2 separate regions of the Capsicum annuum genome follow, and region 1 is linked to region 2. Evidence: chromatin contacts called from public Hi-C data. All regions are on one chromosome and are shown on one strand. Each heading gives the region's core, a stretch centred on a gene start, on an enhancer-like site or on the middle of the called end of the contact. The rest is flanking DNA. Distances are from core to core; before and after follow the strand shown. Region 1 overlaps LOC107847995 (F-box/kelch-repeat protein SKIP11). Region 2 has its middle 130 kb from the start of LOC107847995.

Region 1 (7,286 bases), core at 1,224-3,723, 120 kb before region 2:
TTCTGATTTTGAGGTTTTTTTTTGGTTCTTCATTTTTTGGGTTGTAAAGTTTGAATTTTTAATGATTCTTGCATGTTTATTTGATTTTGAGGGTTTTTTTTGGTTAAGGAGTTTTTTTCATTTGATTGTTTTTCAAGGACTTGGTGGATTGAATGTTGAATCTTTTCTAAGGAGTTTACTTGATCTGGATTCTTGATTTTTTTCAAACTTGAATCAGTGAGAGTTCATAGATGTGTGGTGGTTTTTTTTTTTTGCTTGAATTTCATGGATGTTTGGTGTTTTTTTTTTTTGCTTGAATCAATGAGGGTTCATAGATGTTTGTGGGATTTTTTCCCCTTTGTTTGCTGACAAATCCCGGCATTTGTGTTATCAGAATTGTTGTTATCCATAAAAAGGCATTGAGCATTACTTGGTTTGCTTTAATTAATGATCAAAACTAGTGAAAAAAATTTCTGTTTCTGTGCTTTGGTGATTGAGAATTTCTTTGTCTGTGGTTTCTTGATTTAACCTGAATTTATGAGTTTTGATGATTGTATCTATTTGTGATTTTCTTGATTCAACGTGAATTTATGAGTTTTGATGATTCTTTCTCCTTGTGGGAAGAGTTTTTCTTTGGTTCCTTACTAATTTTGTTCAATTTGTATCAGTCTTATCAGGAAGTCACAGGGTCTAGGATCCATACCAGAGCAAGGCAGCAGAACTGGTGTTTATTTTAGGGTTGAATCTGGAAGATATGTCAGAAGAACGGTCCTGTGTGGTGGTTACAAGGGATTGTCAGACAGAAAGTAACGGGACGGTTTGCATGAGTTATCGACTTGATAGTATTGAAGTCCAGAATGGCAAAAGGCCATTGGAATATGACCAGGAGGGTGAAAATGTGCAACGCAAGTTGCAAAAGCAGTCCGACGGTTCCAACCTAGTGGGAGTGACTCTATCCTTGGGAAGTTCTTCAGCATCCCCTCCTGAGCAAACTGACAAACGGGATCATGCTGGGGATAATTCTGACAGGAACACACTTTTTCCTGCCCTTGACCGTGACAGCTCCATCAATTCTCTCATTCGTTGCTCGAGGTCAGATTATGGCGCCATAGCATCTTTGAACCACAACTTCCGCTCATTAATTAGGAGCAGTGAACTTTATAGAGCGCGGCGACGAAATGGTGTGGTGGAGCATTGGGTGTATTTCTCCTGCCAGCCACTGGAGTGGGAAGCTTTTGACCCTGCTAGGCTCCGCTGGATGCGTCTGCCGAGAATGACTCCCAATGATTGTTTTGTGTTGTCCGACAAGGAATCATTGGGGGTTGGTACTGAGCTTCTCGTTTGTGGCAAGGATGTGTTGGCCCATGTCATTTATCGGTACAGTTTACTGACAAATACGTGGTCAACTGGGATGCAAATGAATGCGCCACGATGTTTGTTTGGTAAATCAAGCCTTGGGGAAATCGCCATTTTTGCTGGCGGTTGTGACTCACAAGGTAAAATCCTTAGCTCCGCTGAACTTTACAATTCGGAGACAGGCACGTGGACGACTTTGCGAAGCATGACTAAGCCACGTAAGATGTGTTCTGGTGTATTCATGGATGGAAAGTTTTACGTGATAGGAGGCATTGGAGGAGCCGACGCAAAGCTATTGACATGCGCTGAAGAGTATGATCTGGCAACAGGAACGTGGACTGAAATTCCGAACATGTCTCCTGTGCAACCTAACCTTGAGAACGACATACCAGATACATCTGCAGCGCCTCCATTACTAGCCGTTGTGGATAATCAATTGTACTCTGCTGACTATGCTGAAATGGCTGTTAGGAAGTATGACAAGCATAACAAAGCATGGGTTACCATTGGTGGACTGCCTGAAGGAGTATCTTCCATTCATGGTTGGGGATTGGCTTTTCGGGCATGTGGTGATAGTCTAATTGTAGTTGGAGGGCCTAGGGTTATGGGTCGAGGATTTATTGAGGTGCATTCGTGGGCACCGAGGGAAGGACCTCCAGAATGGAACTTGCTCGGCCAAAAGCAATCAGGTAGCTTTGTGTATAACTGTTCTGTCATGGGATGCTGAAGAGATGGAATTTGGTTTGTACTGTAGAGGTGTCCATCAATACATAGTTGGTTTCTTGCTAAAGGGTAATTTATCCCAGCTTTTTTCTCTTATCAGTTAATAGATTAGTGTTTAAAGCTTCTCTAGGAAAGTCATAGAAGTACTTAGTTATTTGTTTGGTGGCATGTTGCTTGTGTATCAGTACATTTGGTAGCTTTGGAAATGAAGTACTTTGTTCCAACTTTTGTTTTAAGAATTCTTTCCTTTATTATGGCAGATCTCATTGAGGCAATTGACCAATTATTCTGCTTGCTTATTTAAATTGTTTTTATTTGTGAAAACTGATACAATGGTATAGGCATCAGTCATATGATGTTTGCGGGCGAGTTGAGCAAGAAAATTAGACGCTTATGGATGGTACAACCAGCTTTTGTGAGTTGTAAGGTTGATGAGCATTTGTCTGTCACATGTTCTCGTTACAAAATAAAGTGTTACTAGTATTTAATTACATGGTAGAAATGAAATATACAAAAACAATACACCTTTGTATTCTCACACAATTTCGGAAGAATAAAACGTATGCAATCCGTATCATTACCCCAGATGTGAGGTAGAGAGGTTGTTTCAGATTTACCCTCGGCTCAAGACAAATTACAAACAATTAACAGTAACCTTCCATCCTAATTCGCATTTTCCACATTATCCCAAAGTTGCAACCACGCTATATCTTATTTACCACCTCTCCCCAATTTAAATGAAATATATCCTTTTAAATTCAACAATTTTTTTTTAAAAAAAATGCTATTTTGTATTTTGCAAATAATGTTAAACAAAATGTAGAGCCAAACATTTTTCAGATCGAACTACGTTTGAAACATGTTTGCTCAAACATATATATATACTAGTTTTTCTTCACATGCATTGCACGTGTAATTCGAGTCGTACAAGTTTTTTAAAAAACTATCAATACTATTTAAAAAAGGGGAAAGGACCAAGTTTATCCTTCTACTTTGAAAAATTGGCTAAATATATCATTTATCATACTATGAAGTCATATTTACCCTCATTGTTATATTTTAGAGTCAAATTTACCCTCGATGTTAAGAAAATTTTCGCATGTACTCTTCTTCTTAATAGAAAACCCTAGATCAATGTTACATGCCCCATTTTTTAAAAATAAAATACACTCTAATCTAACTCAACCCGTTCCACAAAAAAAGTGACAAACAAATATATCCCTCACTCAATTCTGTTGGCATCAAAGTATGATATCGAGGGTAAATTTAATCACAAAATATGAAGAAGGATATATTTAACCATTTTTTCAAAGTAGAAATACGATCCTTTTCCCTTAAAAAATATTTGAGTAAACAACTATACATGAGAAAATAAAGAGTATAAATTTATGTGAATAATAGTATACAAGCATTGTCCTTATTTTGTTATATTACTGCTACATAATTAAATTGTGAATTTAAAAGACATTGACTAAATTTTTTTTTTTTTTTGGGTTAAAAGAGGATTTATTTATTACTTAATATGCATCATAGATGTTGAACAGTTGAAGTGGTAACAATGCGACAAGAAATAATAGTATCGTGCATTACAACAATAATTTAAGAACACGCTTATAAGTAACCAAATATTCTGTCCATTTCGTTTTATTTGCCTCCCTCCATTTTTCATGAATTAAATTGACTAAATTTCAAAGTTAAATTAAATTATATTAATTTATTTTTTTATAATTAAAATTTACATATTCAAAAACTATATGTAAAATGCTATAAATTATAAATTTTCTTTTATTAATTTAATTAAGAAATATATCTTAAAATGTTGGTCAGAATTTGTACATGAATGACATAGATAAACTATTCGTTATAGTTCAGTGACCTATTTAAATCTTTTTCCTTTTATAATTGAAGTTTACAGTGATTGTCAATCTCAAATTAGCATAATTAATTGTAGAAAAGAGGAAGAAACACATATAATCTTTTTTTTTTTTTTTGTTTAGAGGAGAGAGAAATTGGAGCAGTATTTTTTTCCAAATTCCACCTAAAAAAGTAGAAAATTTCATGTACCAATACATTGCAAGATATTCAATACTTGAAAAGCAATATGCAATATATGCGGGAGAAACTCCACACAAAAGAAATCTTATTAGGACCTACTTATATGCCACAGAACTAAGAAGTAATGATACCATGTAGCTGCTACCACCGTAGAAAATATAACGACGCTGACTTCAAACTTCAAATCCATTCAGCGCTTTCTGTCAGCATGTTCTTCAATTTAAAATTCATTTCTTTAGAAGCATAAGGAATTGGAATACTCTTTGATTCCCGACCAGCTGCCATATCTTCCCAAAGTAAATTCAAGAGTGCCATCGTCAATTCTCCCACTTCCCCATTTTCAATAGGTTTCTCATCTCACGTGATGATAAGTAATAAAGGAAGTATGCTTTCAAAATACATCATTTAAACAACATATTTGGCATCTTCAATTGTGAAGTCAGTAGTTTTGACACATTTCAGACATCCCTTCTCAACCAACTTGGGTGCAAGTTGAAGAAGCCTCAAAGAAGTGCACCCAATTAGGATCTTATCAAAGTTAGAAAGTATAAGCTCCTTATCAGAATTTATAAAAGCAACATTCACATTTGGACCCTTACTAGTATAACCTTTTTCATCAGTTCAGAGAGATGAAAAGACGTAGCAGATGTTTAAAATTGAAAGAAAGCGTAAAACTACACACCAGAAAGAAAATATCCCCAACAACCTATTCGTAAGACATGATAGTGAAAATATTTATCACCAATAAAGAAATAGGTTAGCAGCAGGATCAACTATCCTAAAGTATTGAATTTTAAGCTTCAAACCAATGCATAATTACATGATCCTAATGGAACCAGACAACACAAGCTAGCTCATATATCAATGTACGTGTAAAAATTTTTTTTAGCAAAAAAAAAAGAGGAATCAAACATTGAGACAACACCACAATCTAATGAATTAAAAAAAACTGTTTAAAATTGCAGTTGTGAATACCTCAACTCGATGCAAGGATATCAATGTCATAATTTAGAACAATCCTTACATGTAATTAGTGCTAGGGTAGGAGAAGGGCAGCTTAAACAATATGATGGCCTAAAGCAAAGCTTCAATGAGACCAAAGTGTATGCTATTACAACTAAAAAAATAATATATTATCTGGGTTTAATTTAATAATGAATGCTATTTCATTAAAAATAACATGATTTTTTACAAATACTTCCGAACTTCAGGAAACCAAATCAATTTTAAAGTTTCAAACCAAATGACTCCCTTTACTACTGGCCATCCTACACTTGCTTCTTGAGATAGAGTAATATGATCAAAGAATTATATTATTAATTATCAAACAAATGAAATGTGCAGACGGTCTTGCTAATAAGATGCACCGTTAATGTCGAAGAACATAACATCTCTGGTTATTTATGGCTTAATCATTCCAGCAAATGATAAAACTGTTACAATACATACATTGCAGCTAAGTATATCCCACAATTAACATCTCTATACCGAGAATAACCAATTATCTAAGCAAATACGTCAGATTTTTAATACAATTAAATAGTTGTTGAAAAGAAGTCTACATATAGCAACATTGTGATATGTTTATATATTAGATTTCCGCTCAAAACTGGTGGGGACCAATATTCTGGAGGCGTCCGTGGTGCAATCCGACTGGGTGATGACTCCTAAGGAATAAAAGACACATAACCTGTAAATTGCGTTATATATCCTACGTTCAATAACCTATGCATCCTTTTGTAGTTTCTTCAATCCCTTTCATGTTTAAATTTACTAAGATGTATGCCTATATTCAAAATAAAAAATCCTTCTTTATCAACTAAGATCAAGCTTCTGCTGGACTGTTTGTATTGACAATTATTTTCAAGGCATATGATCATGATGGGATCAAAATCAGGGATCGATTGCAGATATCTAATACAATGTAAGTCATTAAAACGACAAATTGCAAATGTCTTTGACACAGAAGTAATATGACATAAACAGACCACAAATCTCATAAAAATTTATTAATTAGGTAAACTCTATATGCTTTCAAATAGATTAGCATAGATTTTAAGAACATGAAACGTACCCTATACTATGGTGCTCTAATTACTCAAAGAAGATGTCCCAATGGTATGTGATTCATACCAAGATGTATGAAGAGAAATTTAAATATCAACACTGTAACTGCTGTATTAAGTGGATAATTAGATAAATAAGTTTCACCAAAGTTCATAAAGCTTTTGTCCTATTAGATTGACGAATACAAGACAATCACACTTGTTGTATTTTTTGATGTCATTTTTATACATAAAATCAATAATTTTTTGTACAAACAAGGTCTATACATAGAGAAATTGTAGTATGTCCGTGTAGCAGATTTTCAAGCAAAGGGACCATTCTTCTAGACCAGTACATGGTGCAATCTGAATAGGTGCGGACTATGAAAGGAACAAAGAACACATAGCCTATCAAATGCATGTTGATATTTTCATTTTTTTGTGGATGCATCATGTATCCAACATTCAAGAACCTCTGTGTACTTAGTTTGATCAAGCACATTCACATTTTAATTGATTGTGATTTATGCCTATACTCAAAATCCATGAAGTCCATCTTAACCAACTAACATCGACCTACTGCGTGTTGCACATTTTGTATTTCCAGTTATTTACAGGACATACGATGTCATGACCCGAACTAGGGCCTGGCCGTGATGGACATACCAAACCATAAAAGCCCGGGCGTCCTACTCTATCTGGTAATCATGCATAACATTCACATAATAAAAGGAAATGCAAAAATATAATCTGATACGGAAACATGGTCATAATCTGGATTTAGTTTAACAATAAGGAATGAATTATGAACTCAACTAAACAACATCTGGAACAGTCTGCGAAATATCTACTACATGAAAATCTAATAACTATCTAAAAGCTGGGACAAGGCCCTCAGTAGACCAAAACAACAGAATAACATAATCTAAAATAACAGGCCTTCTGGAACAAAGAAGGTTCACCACTGCACAAATCACTTCTCTTTGGGATACTCTACTGATTAGCTGGACCCTTAGACTAAGCCTCCGAACCTGAGAGGTAGGGGGTCAATACAGATGTACTAATACGTAGAGAAAATCCAAAATAATAATTTATATTCAACATATATGAGAGCAATTTAAAAACAAT
Region 2 (7,200 bases), core at 4,595-7,094:
GGTTGTACTTTCACCGCCACCGTCATTTAAATAAAAAAGCTTCAACAGTAATAAAAGTAATCAAACACGATGGAACTCTCATTTTTCCTACAAGAAATTGAAATATCCTTTTGCCAATTCTTCTTGTTTTTTATATGTTTTCTCTATATTTTCTATGCTACTCTATTAATTTTTTAAATAGTGAATAAGACAATGATAATGTGTAAGGCCAGATAAATTTTGAAAGAAATTGAAAGAAAAAAGAAATGAAGTAGAAGAAAAAAAAAGGTGAAGATAAGAGCCATGGCTTCCCAGCACAATAGAGGTGTTAGCGCATATCTTTTCCCACTTAGCACAAATTTGGATGAGTCATTTTAAGAAAAGGTATATTTCACTTTAAAATAGTTCGAAGGGGGAGGGGGGATCACAGCCCCCCATAAAGTTGAGGCATGTTACAATAATTCCGTCAAAGTTTAGGTATATTTAGGACCCGTGTCGCTTAATTTCATGCATGTATTATATTTATGTAGTTTGTTAGTAACCAAAGTGGATCAAACTAAACTCTGTTCATGCATGTATATGTATATTATAGTATGATCAACCAGTAATGTGAATTAATGTTACATAAATTATTATCTTATAATTATGAAAGTAAAAAAATTTGTGACATATATATTTGTAGTTCTGACTATTCATAATTTCACATATTATGATTGTTTCGAATTTTATCTTTAAACGTGGGGTTACTGAACTTTAGGATATTTATCCTATAATAGTTTTTTTTTTGAAGAATAAAATATATTAAAAATATCTAGCTCATAAAATAAAAGTTCTATGTCATCAAAAAGAAAATCAAAAACAAAAAGTGTCAACTAAAACGCTTTCATAGTTCTGGATCTACTAATGAAAATTTGCGATAAAAAATATTTGAAATTATCTACATATACCACCGAAAAACGTCACCGGCAACTCAAAAATTTTTATTAGCCGATCAACTCTATGAAACAAAATTTTTACTAAATAAAAATAACTATTTTGCTCAAAAGAATTTTTTCACCTTTCTAGCCTCTTTTTTTTTTCTTCCTTTTCTTTCCCTCTCTACCAAAGTAGTGGTAGTATTTATAGGAGATAATGGGGTGTTTTTTTACTCTTTCCCACCAATGTGGGAGAAAAGTATTTATAGGAAAGGATAGAGATCTGTTTCTTGTCATCCACCGATGTGGGAGAAAAAGCATTTGGGAGGGGGGGGGGTTTGGACTTTAAAAATTAAAGATAAGGTGAGGTGGAAGATAATATGAGGGAAAATAGTACAATGTAGTACAATCTTTGAATTTCAAAATTGGTAAAGGACAAAGTTGGGGGGAATAGTACAATGTATTACAATGTGAATTTATTTTTTGGTGGGAATTCGGTAGAAGTTATGAGAGTTCTTGAGAATTTTGGGGTTATTTAAAATATAACCACAATTGGAATTTTAAAATTTAGTCATATTTATTTATTTTGACCAAATTAAAAATCAATTGACGAATTACATTGCAATTATGACCAATTTTCAATTATGGTCAAATCTAATAGATTGGCTAAATTAAATTGAAATTTGATACGGATTAATACTTTTTTTTTATCTTGAGCTTCTTGATTAATAAAATCAAATGCATATTTATCCAAATAAATTATTTTTGAGAATAAATTATATTTAAATCATGATTTTAATCATTTGAATTTATATTTCAAGATGAGCCTTAATTAAATTCAATATTTTGTAAAATAAATATTTTAGTAATAAATTATATAATCTTGTATAACTGAACATGATAGTATATAATCACTACTTAAAATGACAAAATCACATACGAAAAATATTTTAATTTTTTTTTATTTGAATGAAATAATTATTTTGATTTTATTAAAAACTGAAGAAACTCAAGATCAAATTTAATTGTGGAGGACAAAAATTAGATGTTAACTACGTCACCTTTCAATAGGGAAAAAATGGAGATTCCAATGGAATACTCCCTACTTTATCCACTACTAAAGCAGCAAACCTATTTCCCACCCGAAATAGATTGCCCCTACTTTATCCACTACTTTTCCACCCTACCAATATAACGCTGTCTAGACTAATAAGATTACCAATGTACCTGATAAAAATAAACCTGCTAAAATACACAAACTTACTCTTCTAAATTACGTAATACTAATCCAATATAAAGGGAAGCCTTGCTGCACGCTTTTCCTACCACAACACTAGCTAGTCATAGTACAGCTGGAAGTGAACAGATAGAGGAAAATAAAACCATGACCCCTATTCCTAGACTCAATAGGAACAACTTTAGGATTGGACAATTTATCAAGTGATAAAACCAAACACAGCTTTAAAGATTTCTAGTAGTGAGATTCTAGAACCAGAAAGTTCCTACAATGACACCATTACCATTCCTATTCAATTTATTTCCGTCATTTTATGTTTTATACGGGATAATGAAAATGTATCCACCCCTCACTAATTACTACATCCAATTTGGTTGCCGTGCATGAAGAAAATCAATCCTTCACCCCGTCAATCACTTTAGGTTCTTGCCATAGGCCTCTCAGGTAGTATGGTCATAATGTGGATGGATGACCTACTTAAAGTTGAGGAGATTACGACAACAGCACAGGAGATTCATGTGAGGATACATGTATATTCAAATTGTAGTAATAGGTTTCCAACAAAAATAGGTAGAACTCGGCCAAACCTAACAGACCTCTTCTTCGCACATGACCTTATGCTTATGGAAAGAGCAAACACCAAAAATTGTCATACTATATTAATACTCTTGTGGACTTTAATCGATCTAGTGGCCAAAACATCAATTTTGCCAAGTCCAAAGGGATTTTCAGCTCCAACTGTAAATCAAATGTTATCTCCAACCTCTCATCCATTTTATCAATCCAACCTAGTGATAACTTTAGAAAATATCTTAGTTTTCCCATCTTTCACAAAGGACCTTTTCATAGTGCTTTTCAATTCATTATAGATAATATAAACTCTAAACGTACTGGTTGGAAGACGAAATTTTTTAATATCGGTAAGCGCGCTACTTTTGCTAAAGTTTCCCTAAGTTGCATACCGAACAATGTAATGCAATACATTAGTCTTCCACGTAAAACAACCAAATAAATCAATAGGCTTCAAAGGAACTTTGTTTGGGGTACCACCAACACCAAAGAGAAACTTCATCTTGTGGGTTGGGATACCATTACAAAACCAAAAGTAAAGAATAGTGCGATGCATGTTAGCCTTGCATGGAGGCTTTTCAAGAATCTCAAAATATTGTACTACTAACAGATCACCTAAAACTAATTCATCATCCACTTGGAAGTGCATCCTTAATGGTTGGAAAACAGGCAACAATGCTAACCAAATAGTTGTTCAATTAACTTTTGGCACACTATTTGGTTACCTTACCGTAATATCATTAGAAGCTATATTCTTTTTTTGGTGAAAAAGACAATAATTAGAAGTTGTATTCAAGGTCCTCTAAATCGTAATGAGTAAAATATTAAGATCAAAGGCCTTTTCACAATGGTGTTCAGAATTTTAATAGATTATTCCTCTCCTTAGCCCAATCTTTCATTTTTTTCTGTAAAAAATACTTTGTGTCCCTAGTACGAGCTTCACTAATGATAAACTCGTGCAGCATCTAAATCAGGATGGTTCAACTAAATCTGTTTAAAAGCTCTTAAACTTTAATAAGGACATCTTTGTCTACAACAGTAACAATAACTTCAACTAGATTTGCAAGATTAAGTTCTTCATTTGGCTTCTCCACCATTTCAAATTACATACTAATCAATATCTTAATTCTATTAGCCTGAATATTTCTCCTCTCGCATCCCTGTAGAGAGCACAACAATGTAGCTGAACTATTAGCCAAGGAGCCAAGAAGCAATTATTTGATCGCACAAGAATCTTGCTAGTTCCTCCAATGTTTGCAAATGAGGCAGTATGAGCAGACTAGCCCTCCACATACTTTTTTTTTTAAATTAGTAATTGTTCCTATTTCTGTAAGACAGTACATGGGTTGTACTGAAACCATATTTACAAAAGCTCTAACTCTACTATCCTATCCCTATAATGAGTTTAAAACATCAATGATAGAGACAGTGTCATTAGAGTATATCTGATTACATCAAAAACATAAAGTCAGAATGCAGTTCAGCTTTACTTGTTGCATACTATTCTCTACATTCTCAAAAAATCTAAGGTTCCTCTCCACATACTTAAAATATTCTAGAACTTTCAAGGTTCTAGAATTCAACTTCAATTATTAACAATTTTTGTGAAAACACATAATTACAGTTTATATAGTTTGGGAAGTTTCAATCTTTCCTAAATCAGCTCTTTTTATCGGCAACTTAATGGAGATGCTAAAGCTTCTTCAACAGCAAAAACTATCAAATACTGCTAAAGCGATCTCTTATTTTCTTTTATAAGAACAACGATTTCCGCTTATGTGTGCTTCTCTCTCTTTCATTCTCTGGTAAGTGAGGCCTGATTAGTATAGGATAATCTTCCAATCAAAGCCCTAAAATTCACATAAATATGATTACCAATTTAAGATGATCTTTCAGGACTAATTCACTCTCGACAAAGGCCATTAAAAATATAGTGTTTTCCCAATTATATTACTCTCGTACAACCACAAATAAGATTAATGAACACAAAATGCATTAGTAAGTTGAATATATGACTTTCTACTTCTGAGTTCTGACAACATACCATAATCATCGAACACTGCAGCTACATGCTAGTAGCCATTCCTCAAAGAAATCGAGACAGGAATTAGGGATAGGGGCTGGAATATACTAATTCGATTAGAAGTTTCTTCTAAGATAATGTCTTCTAAAGGTAATGGAGCCATGAGTATTTACTTAATCCAATACAAAAAAGAACAATTCTTTCCTTGGCAAGTATCTAATTCTAGCTTTTCACGTGACATGTTTAAGGCCACAAGATTAAAAAGTTTCTTTAATTTCTTAAACTCTGTATCAAGTCAAACTAGACAAACAAATTAAAACGGAGGGAGTAACAGCTTCATTTTCCTTTTCCAAGATCTCTTCAATAAAAAATAGCGAGCAAGTTATCACTTTTAATTGTCAGGCAACAATTGTCTTTAAATAAAAGAAAAATCATTGCTATTGCCCAATTTAATCAGGCAATACTGCCCAATTTTATCATGAAAATAAATCTTGCTTTATATTTTTCAATAATAATATCAACATGAATCATATCAATAATAATACACCAAAGAGGAGGAAATATTCTACTGAATTTGATAATATAGTGAATCACAAAATTGTGAACCTGATAGCCTAGAACAGTAGACTTCAGTGAGGGACTTTTGTCCAACTTGGCAGCTTTTGAGTTATACTGTATGTGCCAATTGTATAAATAGCGAAATACTAACGGATTTATAGGCTAAATGGATTGTCACACCAGACTAATCTAGTGGAACAACTTATTTAGCCTATAAATTCATTAGTATTTGGTGCAATTGGCAGATAACATGTACTATCAAGAAGGAAGAGTATGATGAAGAAAAAAGTTTTAAAACAAAGAGGGGTATCAGTTAGTTACAGAGCTAATAGAAATATGGGCCAAATTATATGAAGAAAATCAATCTTGATCTATATTTTCCGTGCAGCTGATAAGAACTGTTAAGAAGAAATAGTGGAATGTGGAAAATTAGGTAGGAAATGACTCTTTAGCCTTTGGTTGACCACAGTGGCTAGGTCGAGGTCAAAGTCGATCTAGGATCGAGGTGAAGTCTCAGGTATGAGTCGAGATTTTGGTGCTGAATTGGGGTTAGGAGTTTGGATCCTATGATCTCGAGTTAGGGTTGGGGTTGAGAGTCACTGACTGTCAAGTTTGGATCTCGAGTTTGGGTTAAGGTCTAGTCCTTTATCGTGATTGGATCTTGGTTCAATGCCAGTAGGTGGGTCGAGATCGATTCTCTAGTCAGAGTCGATAAGTGGACCCTGGGTCAGTGTTGGGAGTTAGGTGATGAGTTGGTGGTCGGGATCGAGAGTCGAGTCCCGTGTTGTAGGTCTAGGTCGAGCATTAAATCCTGTCCAAAATTAAAAGTTGAGTCCAAGGTCGAGTGGTGTTGTTGAAAGAGCCTTGGAATATAATTTTTCTTACTTTATGTAGAGTAGTTATTTCCCTTAAACTAAAAAAAAATAATTTTATTTGAAAAATATTTTTCAAAACATTTAAGTTGACCAAACATGAAAGAAATTAAAAAATATTTTCCTTCATACCAAACACATTTAAAAAATATTCCATCCATAGTAACACTAGTCTATGAAAACGTACGTTACTTATTTCAAATAACTAACACCGATTATTGCAATATATTTTTGAAAATTAATAAAGCCAACTAACCTAACAAAACAATATCATAAATCTCTAAACAAATAAAGTTGGCACTCACTTTAATACATTAACTATATTTACAACACTGTTACAATATTTTATTTTTTTATTTTTTATTTTATATTTACAAAATACTTGTGAAATCTTTTTTAAGTGAACCTCAGAGCAGACGTTAAGTTAATTTAAAACATGAAGAGTTAACTTAACATTTTATATCTATTTTACCTTTTTTATCAAATATTATTAATTTTTTAATACTTAGAAATTTATAATAATAAATTAGGGGTGATATTTAATAAAATTATGATTGAAACAGCTGAGAGACATGTCATAAATGTCTATTTTAATTTTTTATTAAATATTATTAATTTTTTAATACATAAATAACTGATAATAATTAATTAGAGATGATATAGTAAAATCACGAAACAAACAACTGATGAAGCAGGTAGGAGAAGCAGACATGTTAACGGGGAACTGCCTGCTTCTCTTGCCTCTTCCCTCTTATTAGAGAGTAATATATATATATATAAAATCTAAAAAATTAATAATAATTATATACTGAATAAGGTTAAGGTTAGTGACCTAGATGATCCAAAGTAAAGAGAGGTATAAGAATGGAAAACCATAACAATGTAAACCATAATATTTTAATCACCTACCATATATAGATACAAAAAGGAAAAAAAAATGGCTTGACTTACTTTTATCTGTATTTTTTTTGCTACAATAAAACAAATAACACCAAAATCAATATTTATACATACATACATACATACATACATACATACATACATATA

What was found. A called contact is a pair of places that touch in the nucleus more often than the background predicts.
Region 1: a Hi-C map of leaf shows a contact between it and region 2, with 2.9 times the contacts expected there. The contact joins two enhancer-like sites. A contact is called at or near these places in 2 of 5 Hi-C or Micro-C datasets (leaf and placenta).

What each region holds. Positions count from the first base shown.
Region 1 is chr11:24,997,303-25,004,588 of UCD10Xv1.1, reverse strand. LOC107847995 (F-box/kelch-repeat protein SKIP11) reads left to right here. Exons shown (of 5, transcript XM_016692644.2): 5 at 648-2,333. The coding sequence starts at 734. The coding sequence ends at 2,062. Among protein-coding and RNA genes, the nearest start is that of LOC107847995, 10 kb to the left of the region's middle. Within about 2 kb of position 2,473, at least 1 of the 5 cell types and tissues checked has an H3K27ac peak or open chromatin away from gene starts, as enhancers often do. A contact at or near this core is called in leaf, where this site is marked.
Region 2 is chr11:24,876,530-24,883,729 of UCD10Xv1.1, reverse strand. No RefSeq gene overlaps it. Among protein-coding and RNA genes, the nearest start is that of LOC107847995, 130 kb to the left of the region's middle. Within about 2 kb of position 5,844, at least 4 of the 5 cell types and tissues checked have an H3K27ac peak or open chromatin away from gene starts, as enhancers often do. A contact at or near this core is called in leaf, where this site is marked.